Linked DNA regions of Rattus norvegicus: region 2 is linked to region 1. A link is a contact called in public Hi-C data. All regions are on one chromosome and are shown on one strand. Each heading gives the region's core, a stretch centred on a gene start, on an enhancer-like site or on the middle of the called end of the contact. The rest is flanking DNA. Distances are from core to core; before and after follow the strand shown.

The links. Hi-C and Micro-C count contacts between places; a contact is called where the count stands out from the background.
Region 2: a Hi-C map of Schwann cells shows a contact between it and region 1, with 8 times the contacts expected there. The contact joins the enhancer-like site here to the promoter of Khdrbs2 in region 1. A contact is called at or near these places in 2 of 12 Hi-C or Micro-C datasets (Schwann cells and frontal cortex) and 1 of 1 datasets of contacts at active chromatin or transcription factors (oligodendrocytes).

The regions. Positions count from the first base shown.
Region 1 is chr9:41,938,688-41,944,407 of GRCr8, forward strand. It overlaps Khdrbs2 (KH RNA binding domain containing, signal transduction associated 2), which reads left to right and starts at 4,383. Exons shown (of 9, transcript NM_133318.2): 1 at 4,383-4,624. The coding sequence starts at 4,534.
Region 2 is chr9:42,231,805-42,237,133 of GRCr8, forward strand. The region is part of intron 6 of Khdrbs2 (KH RNA binding domain containing, signal transduction associated 2); the gene reads left to right. Among named protein-coding and RNA genes, the nearest start is that of Khdrbs2, 290 kb to the left of the region's middle. Within about 2 kb of position 2,232, at least 3 of the 93 cell types and tissues checked have an H3K27ac peak or open chromatin away from gene starts, as enhancers often do.

The DNA of each region.
Region 1 (5,720 bases), core at 3,133-5,632:
TGACTTTTCCTTTCCTACTCTATTATTCAAATTGAGATTTTAATGCAATATACTTTGGTCATATTCACCCCAACTTCTCTCCTTAACTCCTCCTCCTAGCAGAGGATTTGAAAAGAGAGATCTTTTGCTCTCTCTCTCTCTCCTCTCTCTCTCTCTCTCTCTCTCTCTCTCTATATATATATATATATATATATATATATATATATATATATATATATCACTGCTTTTGATAGTCTATACAAACATGTCTCCACTCTTCATTCCCACAAAAAAGTTCCTTATTTTATATTAGTGTTATTGGGTGTGGGAGGGGTTATGTTATGTTCATGCAATTCTTGAGGAGTAAGTATTTAGACCTGGTGAGACATTTGCCAGGCTTCCCCATTCCTTCTTATGATCCTAAAGTGTATTTTGGAAGTCATTGGAGATGTGCACGAACAGATGACTTGTGTGTTTAATGGAATTAAAAGAAACTAAACATCAAAATAGAGGTTTTTCACTAATGAGAATCTGTGAGCCAATGAAAGTTAATCATTTAACACTTTTTTTCTTTTATTGGATATTTTCTTTATTTACATTTCAAATGCTATCCTCTTTTCAGGTTTCCCTCCAGAGACCCCTCCCCTCTTCTCCTCCCCCTGCTTCTATTAGGGTGCTCCCCTGTCTCCCTCCCTCCCACAGCCCTGCCCTGGCATATCCCTACACTGAGGCATTAAGACTTCACAGGACCAAAGACCTCTCCTCCCACTGATGCCCAACAAGGCCATCCTCTGTTACATATGCTGCTGGAGCCATGGGTTCCCCCATGTGTACTCTTTGGTTGGTAATTTAGTCCCTGGGAGGGCTGTGGTGTCTGGTTGGTTGATATTTTTGTTCTTTCTGTGGGGTTGCAAACCCTGTCAGCTCCTTCAGTCCTTTCTCTAACTCCTCCAATGGGAACCCAGTCCAACAGTTGGCTGCCAGCATCCACCTCTGTATTTGTCAGAGCCTCTCAGGTGACAACTATATCAGGCTCCTGACAGCCTGTACTTCTTGGCATCTGCAACACTTTCTGTGTTTGGTGACTGTATATGGAATGGAGCCCTAAGTGGGGCAGTCTCTGAATGGCCTTTCTTTCAGTCTTTGGATGGCCTTTCTTTCAGTCTCTGCTCCACACTTTGTCTCCCTATTTCCACCTGTGAATATTTTGTTAACCCTTCTAAGAAGGACTGAAGCATCCATACTTTGGTCTTCCTCCTTCTTGAGATTCTGTAAGTTATATCTTGGGTGTTCTGAGCTCCACCATGTTCATAGCAGCCTTATTTATAATAGCCAAAAGCTGGAAAGAACCCAGATGCCCTTCAACAGAGGAATGGATACAGAAAATATTATGAATTTGCACAATGGAATATTAGTCAGGTATTAAAAACAATTACTTCATAAAATTCATAGGCAAATGGATGAATCAGAAAATATCCTGAGTGAGGTAACCCAATCACAAAAGAACACACATGGTATGCAGTCATTGATAAGTAGATATCAGTCCAAAAGCTCAGAATACCCAGTTGGCATTTCAGTTCTCAGTTTTACTAGACAATATGCCTGCTCAGTAGAAGTCGAAGCAAGGATTACACACATGAATAGGGGACAGTTGTTTCCGTATCATTTCACAAATTACCAATTACTGGCAATTTTGTTAATCTGTCATTCTTCCTTGCTTGCTTTGTTCCTTCTTTCTTTTTCTGTTTCCTTCCTTTTTTCTCTTTCTCCTCTTTCCTTCCTTCTCTCCCTCCCTCCACCCCTCTCTCCACCCTTTCTTGTTCTCTCTTTCTTGTCCTCTTTCTTTCTTTCTTTCTTTCTTTCTTTCTTTCTTTCTCTCTCTTTCATTCCTCCCTCCCTCTCTCCTACCTTCTTTCTTTGAACGCATTTCTGTGAGTTGATGCTCCTGTGTGAGCTTAGGGGCCGGAAAAGCAACCACATCCTTCATCTAATCCTGTGAGGGACTGTCCCTCCCTCCCTATAATGTGGCTCATTATGTCTCGCTAGACCAGAAGACAGTTAGTTAGCCCTAGCGATCCTCTTGGGTCTGCCCACTGTACAGATGGCATCAGAGGGGTTTTTGACAAACTAAGCCTGCTAAGAGGGTGCAAGGAGTCCAGTCTTCCCAACAGGGGAACAAAGACTCTTGATGACTGATCAGTCTGTCCAGATTGCCATTGTGAATACATTCTGTGGCAGTGTGTTATCCAAAAGGTTGACTAAAACAATCAATGAACTACAAATGCTGTACCTTATTTAATAATGTATAATGTGTAGTTTCTACTAATGTAGCAAGATAAGCTGATTAAATTTCTTGGATGGTCATAGGATGTGTGAAGGGATTAAAAATGCAGTTTCCATATTCATCACAGAGCATATTCTATAGAATGTGTGCCTCATGCATCCTCTGGAGCATTTTTCATAATAAAGCACCTTTGAAATAATAGAACAATAAGCAAAATTGAATTTTAAATTGTCTTTCAGGACTAGAACTCAGGTTGAAAATCAATTAAGGTATGATTTGAGTCTTCCTAGCATCAGAAGAGGGACGGTTACAGTTATAATTTATTTATGTATAACCACGAATACTCTATTCAATCATAATTTATTTATAGGTTATCAATTTATTTGCATTTGTATTTATAAGATGTTCTCCACCCTAAGGTTGCTCTTAAAATATTTAATGCACAGTTTTAGTGGCCACAAACTATATGAGTCAGGGGACAACACAGTGATATGGAGTCACCTACTGGGAGCACATGGGTATGAATGTGGGGGAGGGCACCTGACCAGGGCATTTGGGTTTTGCCTTTGATTGCTCATACTCTGGAAGTGAATTAGAACAAAATTGGTTTCTAAGGGTCACTATAGCTCACTTTTATTTTATGATGGCCATCATGCACTAAATTCACAAACTATCCTAAAGATTAGGATTCGGTCTAAATCTAGTATTATTTCTGACATTTGCCATGTGTTTACGGTTCCCTTTGTCATCACTCATTAGAACAGGTCCCCACTGTGAGAGAAAACACAACACAATGTGTCTATCGCATTGTCCGGTCTCTAGACCCCTTTCAGTATGTATAACCACTAATTGGATTGATGCACAGTATATAAGTATCTAGCATATGGGAGGGTAGGGTAAACCCTGCCTCCTGAAGCTTCCTCCTGGTTAGATTTGAATTTTCTCCTCAGCTTAGGCACAGCTATGAGGTATGTTACATCAACTACAGAAGCAAAATCTGGTTATCTCTGGGCCCTTGTTGCTCAGTGTTTTTGGGAGCTGGAGTGAGTTATCTACTGGATATGAAACATGATAACTTTTCAAAATGTCACACAAAGTCAACATAATATCCCAAGTTCATCTAAAATAAACCATTACAGGAACACTGTGGATAGAATAAGAGAAGTTAGGAAACGTCCAGTAGGTTTTATATACCCGGAAAGTTACCCAGTTGAACAGGTAGAAGAATTGACAAGGGAATGTTAGGGGAAAGACAACCTCAAAGTGAGAAAAGACTCCTTTCATTTGAAGTATTTAAGGTACAATTCAGGGGTCCCATCTGTAAGGGGAGGAAACATTTTTTCCTCCTTTCTTGGTGATCCTTGGGGGCAAAATGCTCATTTGAATAAAGGTAGGGGAGATATAAAATATTTTAGCAACATTCCCAAGGCAGGGAAAGAGACTCAATCAGGTTTAAAATATGAGAACATCAGAGTGACAGAAGTTAGACACCATCTAGCTTCTTTCATTCACAATCCTCCCCGCTAAGTTTACACAGTGAGCAAATTTTCCACCACAGGGATGGGTGGATCCCTAGAACTAATTCTGTATTACGGTGATGTACACTGGAAGCGTTTTGCTCTAGTATAGAATCCAGGCACTTCTTCATTTGTACATCAGTGGACATCCTTCTGCCTCATGATGTAGGTCATGGGAAACACAGCCCACATTTTGCCTCGGATTTCCAACCCTGCCCATGAGCCTGCGATCCGCCAGGGGAGAGACACCTGTGCTGTGGGGACCCTGGTGAAGTGCTCACTTCTGTGTTCCTGGAGCGCAATTTCTCCCTCTCTCACCATCCTGCCTGCCTAACAGTCAGCCCCTACTCCACAGCACTGGCCAGGCCTGAGAACCGGGACCGCAAAGGCGGCCTGGAGAGTGCTCCTGCACTTCGTACACCCCTCCCCTCCGCAGCAGCCTCCTGCCACTCAGGCGACTCGACGTGAGGCCCCGGCCAATGATAGTCCACCGCCTCCGCGGGCGCCCCGCCCCCGGACCCCGCTTCCAATAGGAGGCTGGCGGGGGCGGGCCGCGCGGGCATCCTCTCCAGCTGAGGCCGCGGCCGGAGCCAGGCTGGGGCGCGGGAGAGGCAGGTACCAGCGCGGTCTGCGCAGCCCGAGGCGCTAGAGCTGCGCTCACCGCAGGAAGGACGGTTCCTGGGGGAACCAGGGACCGAGGCGTCCGAGCAGGCGGGATTTGCGCCTGGCCGGCCACGGTCCGAAGTCCGCGCTATGGGAGAAGAGAAATACTTGCCTGAGCTGATGGCAGAGAAGGATAGCCTTGATCCATCTTTTGTGCACGCGTCGCGCCTTCTGGCGGAAGGTAGGACCGGCCCCGGCGACCGCCAGCCCCGACAGGGCGAAGTTGGGGAGGGCGAGCGCTCCGCTGGGTAGAAACTGTCTCTGAGAGCTGCTTCCGAATGCTGGAGCGCAGCGCTGCTGGCCAGGCTCTTCCGAGGCTCAATTAGCCCTGAGGTCTAATGGCAGGGTGGTGCGACCTGTTAGGGTCCTGGACAGGGAAACCAGCAAGTGTCAGGTGGCTCATCGGTACCTTTTCACTTTGCAGAAGACAGCAAAAGCAGTACAGGAGTAAATGAGATCCGTGGAGTGTTCTGAGAGCATCTTGGTCACAGATCAGCGTTATTTATTTATTGTATTTTTTTCCTTCTATGTTTCGAAGTGATTTTAATACCCTTTAATTGCTATTTCCCCCTGGAAAGTCTTAGAATTAATCAACAGTAAAGTATGCATGTTCGTATATTTATGTGAGCATGGTAAGCAGAGGCTAAAGTGCTTATAAACGTATTCGAAACGTGATGGCTGGGTAGTATGCAAGATATTGGTTCCTCGGAACGCTCCATAATTGACCAACTGGTTTTTAAACCAGGTGTGCGTTTTCTTTTGTGTACCTGTGTTGTAGCGGAGATTCGTTTCCCAGAGGAACATCTATGTCTTGCCTTTTGCATTGCTTTGAGAGGTCGTTTGAGAAAAGGTGCACATGAAAACTTCTCCATCAGAAATATTAACCCCAATTATTCCATCTATGTGAAGCAATGGTAGCAAGTGAAGTCATCTCTGGTACCTGGTACCCTGCACTCTCCAATTTAACACGACTGCTGAATTTTTGGATGAACGTTTCGTTAGTGATGAAGTGCTTCCTCCTCAGACTGGCTACCCTGCAGCTTAGGATCTTGAGGTCTTACCCACTAGAAGAATCAGTGACATCTTTCTCTCTTCCAGCTCCTCAGCATTAAAATACATTTGAGATTTAGTTGTGCATCTTAGGAAAAAATTTACTCCTCAGATGATTCAGAGACATTAGATTTACTTTGGCATTTTTAGCGGTTGCTATTTATTATAACCCGTAATAACAAAGTATCTCGTGAAAGACTGCCAGGAAAAATGTGGAAGATTCTAAA
Region 2 (5,329 bases), core at 982-3,481, 290 kb after region 1:
ATTACAAATTATTATAAACAGGATATGAATCATCATACGATTAGAGAATTCACTAATAAACGTGAGGGGGAAAGCTGATAAAAATGTGAATCATGCCGCTAGCCTCCCACTACCATGACTTCCTTTTTCATTCACTATTTTGAAGATATGTGATTGGCATCCTGAACTGAAATGTAGAGAGTAAACAGGAAATGCAGTATCTCTAAGTACTGTCCTCCCATTCCCTTCTGTCTACAGTATTTTCTCCTGGAAGTGGGGGCAGAACTCGACAGTGTCCACTCCTCCTCCTTAAAAAGTCCCAGTGGCAACTAAAGTTCTTTTGCACGAGAGTTCCTCCTGTGGCACACATTAGTATATTGGGCTTGCTTATAGCTTCCATGATGATGGTTTTTTGTCAATAGCATGAGTAACCCAAAAGCAGCCACACTGGAAAGTGTTCATCCAGCATCGAACGTGATTTCCTTGTAACTGCCTAAGTAGAATCCTCTTCCTCAAGTTCTCTTTAGGCTGTGTAATCAAACCAGTACCCCATGGCCCCATGCAATTACGGCAGAATTGCATATAATTGGCTACAGGGGACTGGATATTCAGGTGAGTTTCCAAGGACTCTGCCCCTTCCTTCTATGTCACCATTTAACAAGATCGCCTGGACTGTCTTTTACAAGCAGATACAGCTGGTATCATGAATGTAACAGTTACAATTAGAATGAGGGTAGGAGGGGCAGAGATCCAGGGTGGGAGGGGCAGAGATCCAGGGTTGGAGGGGCAGAGAACCAGGGTGGGCAGGGCAGAGAACCAGGGTGGAAGAAGAAAGATCAGCGTTCATTTCAGGTCCTGCTGACTGAAGGTGTTCAGCAGGAGTTATGGCTTTGCTGTAGAGATATGATGTGCACTCTGACAATGAATATTCCTAAACACTTGTAGACATTGCAAGTGCTGTATGTATTGAATAATTATAGGACTGTAGGTATTGAGTAAAAGTGAACCGCCACATAAAGTAACATTCCGTCTTTCTTAATACCTTTCAACTATGGACTTTCATAATCTGTAGATGTTTACATTTTTGTGAATTATCCAGGCACCATTGACTTTAAATAGCCAATAATCATTTGAACTTATGTTATTAAAGTATAAAATTGTCATTGTGGGAAAGTTCACGAATCTAAATTACCATGTGACATCAGACCTTAGGAATACTTGGACCAAGGAGCTAGGACACTGGCGTGAATCTTTGTCCCAACTCATCTTTGTTTTCTATGGAGAAACACTAGATTTTAGAGGGGAGAAGTATCAGCTTGGCAAACATCCACTATTTCTATAATAGCACAGCATGGGTAACAGGAAAGTCTGGGCATACACAGGTTTTCTTTTTTAATCTCTTAAATTATGTGAAAGCCTATCACTGACTATATTTTAATGTTTTTATTGTTGCTGCTAAAACTAATTGAGCGGGTGCATACAAGTTTCAAGTAACTCTGCTAAGCCTCTACTGGCAATCTGTGTAGCGCCAAACGGGATGGGATTATATGCAGGGATGCTGCTCTGGGCAGTAGTTTGAAACTATTGATTCCCCTTTAAGAGGTAAGAAAAAAAAAGTTTAAGTGTCTCAACAAAATAATAGCACCATGCTGAGGTGATGGTGAAACTCTCAAAGGAGTTCTTAACTCTCAGATAAAATTTCTCTGAAAAAAAAATGGTTCCCTCTATTATAAATCACAGTGTGAGCCAATTCCCTCCTTACACACACCTTCCCCTGCTGAGCCTCAGCCTTAAGTTTCCAGCCACACAGAATGCATGTAGGTAATCAAATCCACTCCAAGCAGCTGGTCTGACAAGAAAGCACTTACAGTAATTGAGACTGCTGTTTTAAGATCATCATTAGGGTGTGCATGCCTCTGTGTGTGTGTGTGTGTGTGTGTGTGTGTGTGTGTGTGTGTGTGTGTGTGTGTGTTTGGAGTTTCTTACATATCTTGACTTTAAATATTTTTAAGCTTCTCTTTGTTAAACTTCTTCGGAGTAGAATACACCCACTATTTACAGATCCATCATCACAGCTGAGGTAAATTAGGAAAATTGAAAATTGGATTTTAGCAAAAACTCATAGAGAAGAGAATAGTAACATAATCGGATCTCCCAGAGGCTAACCCATTGGAAGAAGTGAAGTAAAACTTTTGAAGGTACAGCCGGCTCCAATCACAGTATATTAAGTCACGCGGGCTGACGCAGATGCCACCAATGAGTTACTATTTTAGTGAGAAGAAAACAAGCTTAACGTTGGTTGTTTTCAGTCTCCAGAGGCTCTGCTATTTTCCCTCGTAACACTGGTCCTTCTCTCAGTAAAGAGCACAGCAGAATCCTTCCTAGTGATGCTCACAGAGAACAGGCACCTGCACACACACTCACACACACACACACACACACACACACACACACACACACACACACACATCCTGCACTTCATCTTCAGCCAGATGGTGACTCAGTCAATATTCAACACATCTTCCTTTTCCCTTCATGAATTCCTCCTCCAACTGCAGATAACTGGCTGGACACCTCCAGAAAACCAGTGCTAGAAATATGCCACCTACAGAGTTTGGAAAGACTTTCAGAAAATTGTACCATTCTGGGAGGGGCGAAGCTGATCCAAAAATCACCATCGTCTGTGGGTTTGCTGTGCAGGGCTCTCTACTTACTTCAATTATTAGAAGTCATCGTACCTTATTTTTTCCCAATTGTAAGATTTTACATATTCCAAAGACAGAAAACATATCTTAAATATGTCTTGCCAGTTCTTTGTAAACTACTTGGTAGCAACAAGGGCACTGGCCTACATATTATATTTTTAGAAATATTATAAATATATATGTGTCAAAGCATATATGCATACTCTGTTAATATTAAAGTGATAAGAACAGAGAAGAGCAGAAAATGCATGTCTAATTAGCAATGCCCATGTTCCAGTAAGAGGAATTGCCATTCACAGCTATGGGTGTTTGACAATGTCTCTAAGGTGAGGATAATGGGCAAACCTTTGAGAAGCAGAGGGAAGAGAATTACCATGAACAGGGAGTGGTAAAGGAAGAGCCAGGGAAAGCATCTTCAAGGCAGGCGTGGGGAATCTGAGAGAACAAGCGAGCGAGACAGCCCATTGGACAAAGCCCATTTTCCAGTGGGAAATGGGGCAGGGGAGTGGGAACAGAGGCAGTCTTTGTAACTTTCTGTGATTAAAAAAATAAAATAAAAGGAAAGAAGGAAATAAATAAAAAATAAATCTACCTGCAGCTTTCAGAAAAGATGAACTAGTTTTTGTGAGAAAAATATGATTTTTTCAATAGTTTTGGAAGAATAGAAAAGAGAACGAAAGCAACAAAAATTTAGAATTCACATTTTTAGGATTGAAAGTCAGAGCTAGAGATTACCCCCATTGGATTTTCAGCTATGTGCGTGTCTTAAAAAATAGGCCCTAATGTCCTCAAAGCATATTTCTCAAAGATTCTCTCCATTTACTCACCAATGTCAATTTTGTCTATACCCTTCTCAGATGGGTATCTATTCTTTTGATTATTTTGCGTCTTTGAGTTTTGATTTCAACACCTATGAAAAATTCTAAATACAATAACTTCTTTTTTTAAAAAAAAAGGAGAAAAGAGGGCCAGTGGAGAAGATTTGGAGAGCCTCGTTGAGACATGGCCTGGGATGTAGGGTTAGGATTAGATGTAGTTAACATGGCAAAAGAAAACTGAAGATGACACCAGTCCAGGAAGCCAGCAGATGCATATGTGTAGTGGAGCAGGGAGAAAATGAAGCCGTTTTCACAAATCCTGTGCTCTATGTGTGCGGAGAATCAGAAGTGTAGCTATTTGGCTTCCTGAAATATTCTATTTGTGGGAGCTGGGTATCACTCTTGTTCTGCTGTAGAAACCCGAGGAATGCTCTAGCACTCCACCTGGTGTCCCGACACAGTATTCACGTGCAGAGATCTGCCAGCTCTTTGAATGGCAATGCTGGCCCAGGAAGCATGTGTTTATAGGAGGTTTGAAGTCTACTGGTCAGAATCTCTCCTCTGGAAACTCTTCATATGGTTCAGCAAAGCCCTGAAGAAAGAGAGGTATACAGAAGCAGCAAAGAGTTGTAAAACACCCACATAAGAAGATCAGTGATATCACAACAATTTTTCTGTCACTGAAGATAGAAAAAAACCTCCTGTATTCTATAGAATTTTTTATTATAAAATCACGTTTATGTTAGAAGCTGATCAGAAACTATGCTTTGAACAAAAGCAGATGGGTGTGGGGTGATAACTCAATGGTAAAGCATTCATTGCTCAGGCATGTGACCCTGAGATTGGATCTCCAGGTAAAGACATAAAGCTAAGGACATAGTGCAAACATCTCCAATCCCAGGGCTTCATGGAAAGAAAGGAGGCACACTCAAGAGAATCCCTGAAACACGTGAGAGCAGCTAGCTGGCAGCCTGTGCCTCAAGCAAGGTGTAAGGCAAGGACTCATGCTCAAGACTGTCTCTGTCTCTCTCTGTCTCTGTCTCTGTCTCTGTCTCTCTCTCTCTCTGTCTCTCTCTCTCTCTCTCTCTCTCTCTCACACACACACACACACACACACACACAGGAGTAGGAATCAAGAGGGAGAAAATTTAAGGAAGGGAACTAAGATAATGTGTGGTTTTCTAATATTTCTAAAAACCACATGATCATCTCATTAGATGCTGAGAAAGCATTTGACAAAATGCAACAGCCCTTCATGTTAAAAGTCTTGGAAAGATCAAGAATTCAAGGCTCACACTTAAACACAGGAAAAGCAATATGCAGCAAACCAGTAGCCAACATCAAACTAAATGGAGAGAAACTTGAAGCAATCCCACTAAAAAATCAGGGACTTGACAAGACTGCCCTCTCTCTCCCTACTTATTCAATATAGTAATCGAAGTTCTAGCCAGAGCAATCAGACAACAAAAGGAGGTCAAAGGATAAGCTTTTCTTAAAATGCTGCTGGTTGTGATTTTTTTCAAACAAAATGCACTGGTGTTTATTTTATATCTATAATTCCGTGATTTTTTTTCTAGTAGAATGCAAACCTGTATCTTTTAAAGCTGCACAAAGGCTCAATCCGTTCCTATAGAGATAAATCTATGCAACATTTATAGAAATACGAATGTGTAGAGATAGGACAGGGAGAGGTTCTCTAAAGGAAACACTGCCTGTGCCTCCAAGGTGCACCTGCGTTTCCTTAGAATGGCTTCAGCACTGTTGAAAAGCCACTGCTTATGGAAAGTGGTCTTTTTGTAATAATTTTGAGATAAAGTGAAGATAAAG